Linked DNA regions of Mus musculus: region 2 is linked to region 1. The links are chromatin contacts, called in public HiChIP or PLAC-seq maps. All regions are on one chromosome and are shown on one strand. The core of a region is the stretch at or near the end of the contact, and the rest is flanking DNA. Distances in the headings are between cores, read along the strand shown.

Region 1 (6,379 bases), core at 1,068-3,567:
TTTCACAGGAAGGAAGCCCACTTGACTTCTTTCACGAAAATGGTTAAAACAGTAATGAGATAGTTTGGGTCACTCCCTGACAACCCCTTCCTTAGCGTTCTTACAACTGGGCTCCGTGTTACCTGAAGCATCCAAGCATCCTTCAGGATGTCCCACGTCTTACACTCATCTCACGAGACAGCTGGGTTTCCCCAGTGGACTCCATCTCATGTGACAACAGAGCTGAGACACACTCTCTCCACCCCTAAGACACGGACATTCTTTGGCCTGAATCCTTGCTCCTTCAGGATTGTCAAGTTAAGCTGTTTATTACCAGTGTCTGTGCTAGCAACTGTACAGAGATGCCTGGGTATCCTGGCTAGGTGCAGATATCTCAGCAGAAGTTAGATGAGGAGAGCCACTCCAGAGTGAGGCCGTGGGGAGAAACACACCAAAGGACAGACATGTACAGAGGAGAGCCATGCACAGCGCCAGCCACTCAGGGGACTTGCTCAGCAGAATTGAGGTCCATTTTAAAGACCTTCCTGGAGGAGGGGATGGGAAAATCACAGGGCTTTTCTAGAAGCCCTTAAGAATAGGCTGGATTCCTCCCCCCAACCACGATTTCTGTACTTTTATTTTATGTGTATGAATGAGTGCCAGCATATGTGTCTGTGCACCTTGTGAGAGCAGTGCATCAAGAGGCCAGTAGAGGGCGTTGGTGCCCTGATATGAATTGCAGGCGGTTGTGCGCTGCTGGGTGAGTGCGGGGAGCTGTAAGAGCAGCACACACTTAACCACTGGGCCGTCTCTCCAACCACCTTGTTAATTTTGTTTTTGTTATTAATCTTTAGTTAGCATAAAAATAGCAGGTTTCACGATGACATTTCTATGTATATAAACACACATGTATATGTATATGTGTATATGTGTATGTGTGCATGTATATGTATATAGTATTTTGCTCATATTTATCTCTAGCACTCTCCAAATCCCCTTACCTCACTGCCCTCCCTCTGGTCCCCCTTCTGTTGTAAGAACATATTTATCTGGCTTTTTATTCATCAGATACACACAGACAGTGATGAAGGGTATTGGTGGTCTTTTCCCCGTGTTCTCTAGAATAGCAAAGGTGAACTTGAAACTCTAACTTAGGTGTCAGGATCCAGAAGGCCCTCGGCGATAAAGGGGATGCCATCATGTGTTGCTCAGTGGCCCCTTCTTGGATGATTTAACATCAGCTCTTAGATGCCATTTGCTGTGACATAAGATGTCCACTTAAGTGGTTGTGTGTGTGCATATGTGTGTGTATATATGTGTGTGTGTGTGTGCACATGTGTGTGCATGTGTGTGTATGTTTGTGTCCACTTTGTAGTCCACCACAGCCTCAGAGTCATTGCAATTCCCCTGCCTCAGCTTCCTCAAAGCCGGGATTATAGGTTGTAACCACCACACTGACTGTCACTACTTTGAGAAGTAGGTCCTATGGAGCCAAGAAGGCAGCTTTCCTGTTGATTCTCAATACCACTCTCTGCTTCGGAGGGTCAAGCTGTTTGGTTCCCAGTGAGTTTGTGGTCATACCAGCGGTTACCCACTGACTTCTCATCTGCCTAGCTTATCTGATAACAGGCAAATGGGGAAGAGCTTTTAATACCCCCTGAAAGGGGAAGGAAGATGGGCACGCAGTTATTCACATCGTGGAACCAGGCCAGGGCACATGACTCCAAGAAGGAAAACTATCTCCATGCTGGACTCTGGTGTCCCCTTTGCTTTTGAATCTGGTATTTCAGCTCTCTGTGCCCATCTTTCTGTGTGTCTCTGTCTGACTGTGTGCCTCTGTCTGTGTCTGTCTGTCTCTCTGTCCGTCTCTGCCTGTCTCTGTCTTCCTCCGTGTCTCTGTCTCTTTCTCCTTCTCTGCCTCCCTCCCTCTCTCCTCTATTAAAACCAGGTCACAATAGCCCATGACGCAGAAAGACAAGAACTCTAGGTTCCAAATGTGTCATTTTCAAGACAGTTTAGTTCAAGACCAGGGTCTGCAAGCCTTGCCATTCCCCCGACTCCCGTAGCGCCCCCCCCCCCCAGGTGTCAGCAACCCATCAGGCGTCAGGGTTCCCTGCTACCCTCTGATCAGCTCTGCACTGCACTAAGGAGTTTTTTATGGAAAGCAATGGTCCCAGTGGCTGAAGGGTCCAGCAAGTGGCTGGTAGAGCCAGCAAGGAGCGATGGAGGGATGGTGTGAGGAGGAGACAGGAAGGGAGGCGGTGACACAGGCCTTCACAGGGCCGCTGCAGCTAGGAACTGCTGCAAAAGCAAGCTGCCCACGTTATCAGTGGCGCGCAGGCCTGCGGTTTTCTCGCTCTTGCAACCCGGCTTCAACTGCCGGTTTATTTTTCGACAAACAGGATGCCTCCATCTGAGGCTGTCAGCATCCCAGGCTCTTTGAGAAGAAAAGAGGTAGTGAGGGCCCCACCCTAGAGCCCAGCCGGGAGGGGTGGGTGAGAGGTCCTGTTTCTAGATGCTTCCCAGAGAAGTGAGAACCTAGCAGGTGCAGTGGCCAGGGTTCAGGAGCGTGTCAGGAAGGGTGGGGGTGGAACTTACACCTCCCACCCCCACCAGACTTAAATGGACTCCCCACCTCTGCATGGGTCCCAAGGCTAAGAGTTCCAACTATAAGGGGATGGACAGCTTGGGCATGGAGAAGCTTGCTTCTGAATGCCTGTGCAGAACACTTGAGAGCCACCAAGTGCTGATCCTCTGGTCCACAGACCAACCAGTCCTAAGATGGGAAGTGCTAGGGCTGTTAGCATGAAAATGCTTAAGGATGCACAAGGATATAGTGGATGGGAGAGTGTGTGTGTGAATTTATTCCCTGGTTTTATGAGAGCTACTTTGTTAATGGGAAATGGAGTTTCTTTATGTTCTAGAAGGAACGGGAGTTTGAAGCAGGGAAGGGATTTGAAAATCTCAGCTAGAGAGATGACTCAGCTGTGAAGAGTGCTTAGTGTTCTTCCAGAGGACCAGAGTTCTCTTCCCAGCATCCACCTCAGGTAGCCAAGACTGCCTCTAACTCCAGCTCCAGAGTAATTAGGTACTTCTGGCCTCTGAGGGTATCTGCAGTCACATAAAGACACGAGAGTACATGTGCCCTCACACAGGCACGTACACGCACACAGACATAGAAACACACACATATATACACAGAAACACACATACACATGAAGCACACACACACACACACACACATACGTTCATGCACACACCACACATACAGACACACAGGAGTACAGATATCTACATTCATGCACACACACATCCACAAACACACACACACACACACACACACACACACACACACACACACACACACACACACACACACAATAATAAAATCTTTTTAAAAATCCTAGCTGGGAACGCCTTCAGAAACGGGAGAACCCAGATCAGTCTTTCATCCAAAAGATGGTAGGATCTGACAGAAAATACTCCGAGCTGTGCAGCCGAGCCAGAACCCTGTTTGTCCCGGGAAGCAGACGTGTCTTCCATGCGGATCTTCACAGACATAGTTTTACAGAAACTGGGTTGTAGTTAATGGCTCAGAATTTAGATTCCAAATTTTAGATCCCAAAGCTTAACTTGTTCTCAAATTAAGCCTAGCACTGTGGCCTGAACTTTAAAAAAAATGAATACCCTGAATTTCATATAATTAGCAGTGTCCTATGTGGAGAACTGAGGAAGCCGACTAGGAAATCCACTGTGTTTGGACTGCTCACCAGCGAGAAGACACAAAAACTACCAGATGCTCCGTGTACGCCTGAAGTTACATCAAGATTCCATTTTGACATCACCACAAACAGTCAGGGCTTCCTGTTACAGACTGTCATTCAAAGACCTTGGAAGCTACAAGGACTATTAAGGTACTGAGTTTCGGGCTCCCCCAGACTTGGGGTTTCTCAGGTGAGCTGTAGAAATTTGTACTGTCAAGCCAAGGACTCGGCGGTATGAAAAGTTCAAGCAACTTTACTGTGGCCTTCTGAGCACAGGCAAGGTTGCCCCTGGCCTGGTCTGATGCCTTTCTTGCATTGCTGATGTCCTGCTGAGTTAATTTTTTTTATTTACAGAGTGTTTTGGGCCTAACTTTGCCTCTCTACCTAGATGGCAAGTTCTGGAAGGCAGTTATAGGTAGTTTCATGCTGGCATGGCAGGTCATTTTGTAGCAGAGAGTCACATGCGTGGACCACCCCAGCAGATCTACGGATGCTCTTGACTGCTAAGTGAGCTAACAGTCTTACCTACGTGGCTTTGGTTTCAGAAGAAGCTGAGAAGAAAAATGAGGTAGCGAGTGGGGAACATTTCATAGGAACCTGGTTATGTGGTTAGTGGGAGTGGGGGAGGAGAATGGGGGAAGGGACTGGGGGAGGGGAGTGTGGATCTGCTCAGCTGTCAGCTGTGTGGATTACAGAGAGAATGGCTTCCAATGTTTTACAACATATTCTAGCTTCAACTCACCACCTCCATAGATCAAATGGTGGGTGTTTGCTCTACACTCTCACCCTCCCATGGTGGATGGCCTGGGTGGCCTCTTCCACAGTCTTCTTCTCTTGTTGCTCTTCTTGGCTTCCCCCGTTTTCTGCTTGACTGGTGGGCATTCCAAACCCTCACTTCCAAGCTCGTCAGAGGGGCTTTTAGTCTCTTACATGTAGCTAGGCAGAATAAAGGCATGCTTATATATGACTGAATCAGAGTAAGCTACTTTAGGGAAAGCAATAGAAATACCCCACTTAATCCCAACATGGCGAGCTTAATTGGCCGTGTGGTCTTGGGCTCCATTCTTAACCTTCCATGGTTTTGGCTTGTCATCTGAACTCTGAGGCACAGTGTGTTCATTTTGCATATCAGCTTGACCACACTGGCTCATGACTCTTTGGGTAGGTGCATGAGAGATACCTGATGAGCCTTGGAGAAAGCCAGTGTGCCCAGTCTTTCCATGCAGGTTACTTCTTTAAGGAAAACTTCCAGGTGTCCCTGGCCCTTCCTTCTTTTGGGTCCACTGTCCTTGGGTCTTTAGTTTCCCCCCTGAAGGGAATCTTTTGGTTTCTGTAGGAATCCCATTCTTTTGGAATGCAAGACTATTCCCATTTGTCATCTGGTCATCCACAACCCCTCCCTGACTCTGCAGCGTGGACCCCCTCCCTTCCCTTTATCTTGTCCCTCCAGCCTTTGATCTCAGTCTCTAAAGGCTTTCTGCTGGACTGCCTCATCTTATATCTCTTGCTTCTCTGATCCTTGAAGTCCCTATGAGAGCCTGCAGTCCTTGTGCTTAGGGTGGCAGTTCTCTTCTTTGCAGGACACAGGGAGTACGATCCCCTCAGAATGCTGAGGTCTGCCTTCCACAGACAACAGGCCCCCAAAGGGCTGAGCATCTCAGCTGTCATCATTTCTGAGACCTTTCAAGTTCTGTAGTTGCATTTTTTTTTTTTTTTACAGGGAATTGGGCTGTGGTCTTAAGATGTACCCAGTTGCTTTCTCAATTCTGGTAGTGGTGGTAGGTGTGTGTGTGTGTGTGTGTGTGTGTGTGTGTGTGTGTGTGTGTGTGTGTTATACTTTCTAGGAAATGGAATTGGAGGAGTATAAAGGATAAAATCTTTCCCCTGTTATCCTGGTGATTGTATGAGGTTGGATTTCTCTTCCTTGTCCTCCTTTGGGCGTGAACGTTTCTTGTTTGGAGTTTTCCCATGAACTGAATGTGTGTTGTGGCATCTTTAGACGTCACCTACTCATTTGTTGCTAATATCTTCCCTCTCCTCTCTCTCTCTCACTTGAGTTGTGACAGCCACAGACAACTCCAGACATTGATAAGTCACCCTTCTGTCCTCACATGGCATCCTCCCCCTTGTTATAAACCAGAGGTGTATGACACTCTCCTGTTGTAGAACAAATTTGACAAGGAACCTTCCTCTGAAAAGCCATTGTATATGACCTAAGAAGCGAGAAAGAAGCGGAATGAGCAGGCCTGCTAGAAAGAGTGAAAAATTACGGAACGATTAACCAGCCACAGATGAACTGTAGGTACAAGCATCCAAAACCACTCCACGCAGCAGAAGCCTGTTGTTTTTGGTTTGGATGAAGACTCATCATAGGAGACCCTAAAGGCCTGATGGCCAACGGGAAAATGGACAATCGGGACTGTAGCAAATTGGAAAGTCTTTCCAGTAACTAAGCAATTAGCAGGGTAAGAAGGTGTCCTGATGATCCAGGGGACATACGGACATATTTGAAATCATATCTCTGCTAAGGGTTTCATCTTCTGCATACACACAGAACCCAACAACTTGACAGCAAGACAAGAAATAACCAGATCAAAATGTGGGCAGGGGACTTGGAAAAATTATTTCCCCAAGAC
Region 2 (6,065 bases), core at 2,284-4,783, 350 kb after region 1:
TTTGGAAAATATATTAAGCTTCCTTATGTTGTAAATAACACTGTCTTAAATGCAATTTACAAAGCTAAAACTGTACTCAAAACGGCAGTGTCTCATCAAAATACATTTTTCTTTCTTCCTTAAAAGCAGAGGGACCCATCCGAACTCAATATACATTTGAAGCTTTGCATGGTCATTATGGAAATAAACTGTGAACTGTCCTGGCTTTGGTGCCAACATGCTGCCTCCCAGGCTTGCAAAACGAAATCTGGTAAGTTAAATAAATTACAGGAAGAATATTCTGTCTTAGAAAATAAACACACACACACACTGTCGTTGCTCTGATGAAAGTGTTGCCCATGTGTTGATAATGAGGGAGAAGTGATGTTATACTCGGTTTAGGCAAAATAAAAACGCGGTGTCAGTGGCACAAACTTAAAATAGCCCCAAGTACCCACAGAATTGCAGGGGGTCCACACACTACCTGACTTCCTCTCAGAGAAAGCTCTGGAGATCACGGCCATTTGGAGAGGCTCTGGAGTGACCAGAACACAGCTTCACTTCAGAGCACCCCAGGAGACACTATCTCTGAATTCCAATAAGCATGGTCTCTGAAGATGAGTCCTCTAAGCTAAGGAACTCTTTATGGAGATGGTAGCCGGGATGATGGCATTCCACGCCTAAGTAATCTCACCGCCAAGCAGTGCGTTCTCAAGAATACACTTACATCACGAAGTGTTCTCACTCAGAAAGCTATTTAATGCTCTGAGATGCTCCGGCCCCTCCCCACTCAACCCTGCCTTTCAGCGTCTAGTTTGTCTTCGCACAAGAAGGCTGTGCGTGTCCGCACCAGCCATCAGAGGCAGCCCTGCCCGCTCCTGTCCAAATAGGAACGGGGAGCTAGGATGTGGCTGGAAACAGCAAATGACTTCTTACTGAAGAAGATGCATTGTGGTGCAGATCGGGAAGGGAAAATAGAGCACCCCCTGAACCGGTGACTAATCGTGCAGGGCAGACATAACAAGCAGCAGGCTGCGAGGAGACTTATGAATCACAGGGCAGAAAGGAATCCATCTAAGTGGAGAAAATAAATTCTCTAAACCGACAACTAGCAATTCAAAAAAAAAAAAAAGTCCTAAATACAAGCTAACATTTTTCTACCCCAGAGAAACGACAGCCATCGAGCTTCTTATCGAGTGTCTTATGTGTTCATATACAAGTCTGAAGTTAAAAAAAAAAGTTCCAAATGGTTGTTTTTTTCAAGCACCTCAGTCCTGGTGAATAAGGATTTAAAAGTCATTTTTGAAAGACAGCGTGGGGCAGTAAGAGCATGGGGGGGGGGGGCTATTTGCCCTGTACTGAAACCACTTCAGAGAATACCTTGACTAGTTAGTTTTATAGACTTTTTTTTTTTTTTTTTTTTGGTTTTTCGAGACAGGGTTTCTCTGTGTAGTCCTGGCTGTCCCGGAACTCACTTTGTAGACCAGGCTGGCCATGAACTCAGAAATCCGCCTGCCTCTGCCTCCTGAGTACTGGGATTAAAGGCGTGCGCCACCACGCCCGGCATTATAGACTTTTAAATGTGTTATTTACATTGATTCTTAACACTCGAAGGGGAAATTAATAAATTGAGTGAGAAACTGAACCAAGAGTTCTCAAGAATCCTCGCACGGAAAGAGTGGGACTAAGATTCCCTCTGTTGGGACCGTGAGAAAGGAACACGCTGCTTCAAACTGGTGTCACTCGCTTTCTGCTGCTTCATGACACATGCAAGTAGCCGGGTCATCTGTCACTCCCTGCCAGCTCAGAACTCCACCTTCTGGAACCAACCAACTGCGAGCATGCTTTATTCTGAACCCAGGAAAGCTGAGAAAGGCCAGAAGACACGGAGCCTCCAGCAGGTCCACAGGGCCAGTTCACATGATTCTGTCAGCTATATATTGCTAGAGATTTTATCATTTAAAAACCAAAAGATATATTTATTTTACTTATGTGAGTACACACCAGAAGAGAGCATCAGATCCCATGCAGATGGTTGTGCACCAGTGTGTAGTTGCTGGGAATTGAACTCAGAACCTCTGGAAGAAAAGCCAATGCTCTTAACCCCTGAGCCATCTCAAGACTTTGGCATTTTATAGCCAGTCACAGCTAAGTGAAAGCTGAGTAGGTGCTTGCACAGCAAGCATGAGGACCGGGGTTCGATCCCCAGAACCCACTGTTAAGGAGCTGAATGTGGTGGTGCAAACTTGTAATCCCTACACTGGGGGAAGGGGGACATGGAGATTGGCAGATCCCCAGGGTGCCTTGGCCACCCAGCCTTGTCTTCTTGGCAAACTTCAGACTAATGAGAGAACCTGTTTCAAAAATTCAAAGGAGAAGGTGGATTGTGCATGTGGAACAGCACCTATGGCTGTCCTCTGACCTCCACACACATGTGACATATGTCCATGTATACATACATGCACACACACACACACACATGCACACATGTATATGCACATATACACACATGCACACCTGTGTACACATATATACACATGTGTATGCACACACATATAAGCACATGCATGCATGCACACACATGCACATGTGTGTACACATACCCACACATGTATACACACACCCACACATGTGTGTACATACACATACACACATGCGTATATACACAAATATACATAACTGCACACATACATACATGTATACATATGTATACACACACAGCTTTCTACACCTACACACACACATAGAAACACACGCACGCGCGCGCACACACACACACACCGCTTTCTGTCTGGTTCTGAAACTCAGAGAGCTAGTCCCTTCCCATGGGGCTTATCAGCTTCTTGGGAATAATGACATCAAATCCTGCTCAGGACAGACTCTGGGGATGGAATTGCCCTCAATTCCAGAGAGAATGTGGTAAGAGACCTCATGGCATAGCAGAAACTTGGCGGGGGGTGGGGGGGTGGGGTGCTATTACTTATTTTTAAAGCTCTATTTGGAAATAACTTCCTGGTGATAGAGACTATTTTCTCTCTGGACTTGATTTCTCAGTTGTTACTTTTCATTTGCTATCTTGTGAACTGTCGCAGCAGACAGTTCTCTCCTTCCTGACCACCCTAATGTGTATTTCCCAAGAAGGATGCTCTCTTTCATAAGCCAGGTGCACTTATCAAAATCAGAAACAGGCCTTGATATGGCCGAGTCTTCTAACCACAGAGAGAGCTTTCCAACCGTCCTTCTGACACGTGCTCTCTGATCCGGTGGGGAGCTGTATCTTCAGAGGAACCGGAAATGCTCCGGGTTCCTAGTGGGGTACCAGGACTTGCTGAAAGGGAAAGGGTTGCACTCTCACCACAGAAACGTCTACTATGAGCTGCCACTCAGCTCTCTCCTAGGACAACATCTGCTTCATCTTGTGGCCCACTCCTTTCTCAGAGCCACTGAAGACAAGGTTTTTAAAGAGTTAAGCATCTGCCGGAGGAGTCTGGGCTGACAGTTTTTCCCTTCCCGTCCCCTGCTCCCCGGTGCCAGCTTCCTCCCCCTCCCTGTCTGCCCCGTGTCTGACACTGAAGCCACAACAGACACTGTAGAAGAGGCAGACACTCACCCTGTCAACACCTCTTTGGCTGCCTGACTCCCAGTCCTGTTAGTCTCAGGGGGTCATGAGCAGACAGGGTACTTCTAATACTAGATGACTTAATCCCTTCAGCTGGTGAAGAGAAGGCGCTGGCTGCCAGTTGGCCAGGTGATGGAAATTAGACAGGAGCAACGGTAGGGTGTGCCCGCTCTGCCCCGATGTGACAATCATTGCACCTCCCCTCACAGGGTCTGGCTAGACCCAGACTCCAAATACCAGGCAAGCAAAATCTTCAGTGGTTATTCTGGGATTTTCATTTCTAAAAGCCTTTCTGGGCCCTTCTCTGCAAATGTGGAAATCAGTTCAGCATGCTCTTCCCTAACAGGCTTCGCTCCCAGCCGCCTTCTCGTGCTTGGGAACAGACATGCTCTAGGATTGGCTCCCAGGATGGCCTGTTAACCAAGTACACCCACGTGACTTTTGTAGCGACGCTTCTGGACCTTCCAGAAGGACGGAAGGATGAGTGAGCTAATGATCAGATCTGGGAATCAGTCACATGCGCTTTTCCAGAACGTTCTCACAGTCTCAAACAGATGTGTTCCATTAACACACACACACACACACACACACACACACACACACACACTGTTGTAAAGTATGCACAGATAAAACAAAGTATGAAGGAGAAATGTTGGTGAGGGTTGCATAGCTTCGTTCCTATTCAGTTGAAAATGAGAATGTGCATCTAGGTGCGATTTGGTGTGTTCTAAATCATCCAACTTCCAGATCTCCCAGAGCTGCTTAAATGCCAGCCCAGCCCAGCCCCACCCAGCCCAGGCCCGCCCAGCCCCACTGAATTCAGACCTGGAGTTTACCAAGAGGCCTGACTGATCTGCACACAAGTCAAAATGGGAGCACCCCCCAGTCAAGCACAGCAACCATGCTAGGAGTCATCAGAGCAACTCAAATCCTCAAAAGAAAGCTCACGGAAAAGAAATGGCTACCGTACAATGAGTGCAAGCATGTATTTATCAAAGACCGAGCAACTCTGTTGTACTATATATTTTTTTCTAGTTCAGAGTTACCCAGCTTACGCAAATAAAGACATGGTACACTCACTCGAATTTAAATTTGAGAGAAATATTGAACTACATCTTGCTATATCCCAAGCAATACACGGACATACTTGTACTGAAAAATTAACCAGCAATTTATATGTAACCAGCCATCTACTATTTAATCTCACCGCAGGGACTTCAGTGTATGAAAGGTTGTCTGACTCTTTCATGTGACTTTTTCTAAGCCAAGCAGAAGCAGTAAGTTATGACACCCTCAAAAGGATTTCAGTTGTACAACAAAACATTTGAAGAAACAACCACCTAAAATATCCATATTGAGTAGGTGTGTGTGTGTGTGTGTGTGTGTATGTGTGTGTGCATGTGAAGCAAACCTTGGGTTTTACACATGCTAGTCCATTACTCAAATACCGTGATCTATCCCTAGGCCATCATTTAAAAAAAAAGTAAAACCCCACAAAAACTATTGGTTCCTATTGTTACTTGTAGATGATATTTGTGAGGATGAACAATGACAGCAGTCCAATCAGCTGTACAATGCTGGGCCTTATCACTTCCCCATCTGGTTTTCAATATGGCCACCAAGAGCAGGCTGCCCTGAGAGCTAGCATCTGCCTTCCCCTGGATGGAGTTGCTGCTTTGCAACTCCAGGCTCTGGCCCTATGACTACGGCAGCCTGTGGTTCTTCAGCCCCTAGATCATACAAAAGAACAAACCACCTCTCACACTGGACAGGCTCACTGCTCAACTATGGCTGTCAGAAGACAGATCCAGTGCACTGCTGAGACCCACAAGGCACTCACGGCACGCCTGCCTTTCTCAGTTAACTCTCCCCACGGACTGGAAATAAGCCAAGGAGATCGTAACCTCAGAGAGCCTGGGACACCTCCTTTAACTTCCGTTCCCTAAAAGATGACTCTGGAGGACAAGGAAGTTCTTCTAGGTGAAGGTCTTCCCTAGACTAGAGAATTTCTCTAAAAGAAGAGTGGCCGTTTTTCTTTCTTTACTTATGTGCATTAATTTCTCTCCCTTCTTTTCTTCCCTCAGACATGGAATTCATCTCATTTACCATGTGTGCCCTAGGCCAAAGGCAATGGGCCTTGTTAACTTTCTAAACCCTGGTAGGCAAGTGTTGGTTCAAAACGCTTCTACTTCCTAAAACATGAAAGTTGTTCACAGTCTAGGAAGGGCTGACAATACTAGGGGAAGAGACCTTTCAGTTACCAATAGTGTGCAATGTGTAATACCACACCCCTAAACATGCATGTTCCGATATTTTAACGTACTTAATTGTTAAATGGTATTCACAACGAAGAAAAGTCTATGAATAAAATATAGTGAACATTATAGTCCCAAATCAGAGTTAGTCAACAAGAACAAAATATGGACATGATAGAAACCCAAAAGGCTTCACTGAAATGGGGGACAGA

What was found. HiChIP or PLAC-seq counts read pairs in DNA pulled down with a chosen protein or histone mark.
Region 2: a contact with region 1 is called in an H3K27ac HiChIP or PLAC-seq map of the HPC-7 cell line, with 7 times the contacts expected there. The contact joins two enhancer-like sites. A contact is called at or near these places in 1 of 15 datasets of contacts at CTCF or cohesin (large pre-B cells), 3 of 484 Hi-C or Micro-C datasets (CD8 T cells, the G1E-ER4 cell line and the HPC-7 cell line) and 4 of 115 datasets of contacts at active chromatin or transcription factors (the HPC-7 cell line, acute myeloid leukemia, bone marrow-derived dendritic cells and 1 more).

What each region holds. Positions count from the first base shown.
Region 1 is chr16:92,799,439-92,805,817 of GRCm38.p6, forward strand. All of the region lies in intron 2 of Runx1 (runt related transcription factor 1), which reads right to left. Among named protein-coding and RNA genes, the nearest start is that of Runx1, 23 kb to the right of the region's middle. RefSeq lists enhancers at 2,058-2,590, 2,212-2,446. Within about 2 kb of position 2,318, at least 132 of the 459 cell types and tissues checked have an H3K27ac peak or open chromatin away from gene starts, as enhancers often do. A contact at or near this core is called in CD8 T cells, the G1E-ER4 cell line, the HPC-7 cell line and 1 more, where this site is marked.
Region 2 is chr16:93,149,733-93,155,797 of GRCm38.p6, forward strand. No RefSeq gene overlaps it. Among named protein-coding and RNA genes, the nearest start is that of Gm30474, 21 kb to the left of the region's middle. Within about 2 kb of position 3,534, at least 83 of the 459 cell types and tissues checked have an H3K27ac peak or open chromatin away from gene starts, as enhancers often do. A contact at or near this core is called in CD8 T cells, the G1E-ER4 cell line, the HPC-7 cell line and 1 more, where this site is marked.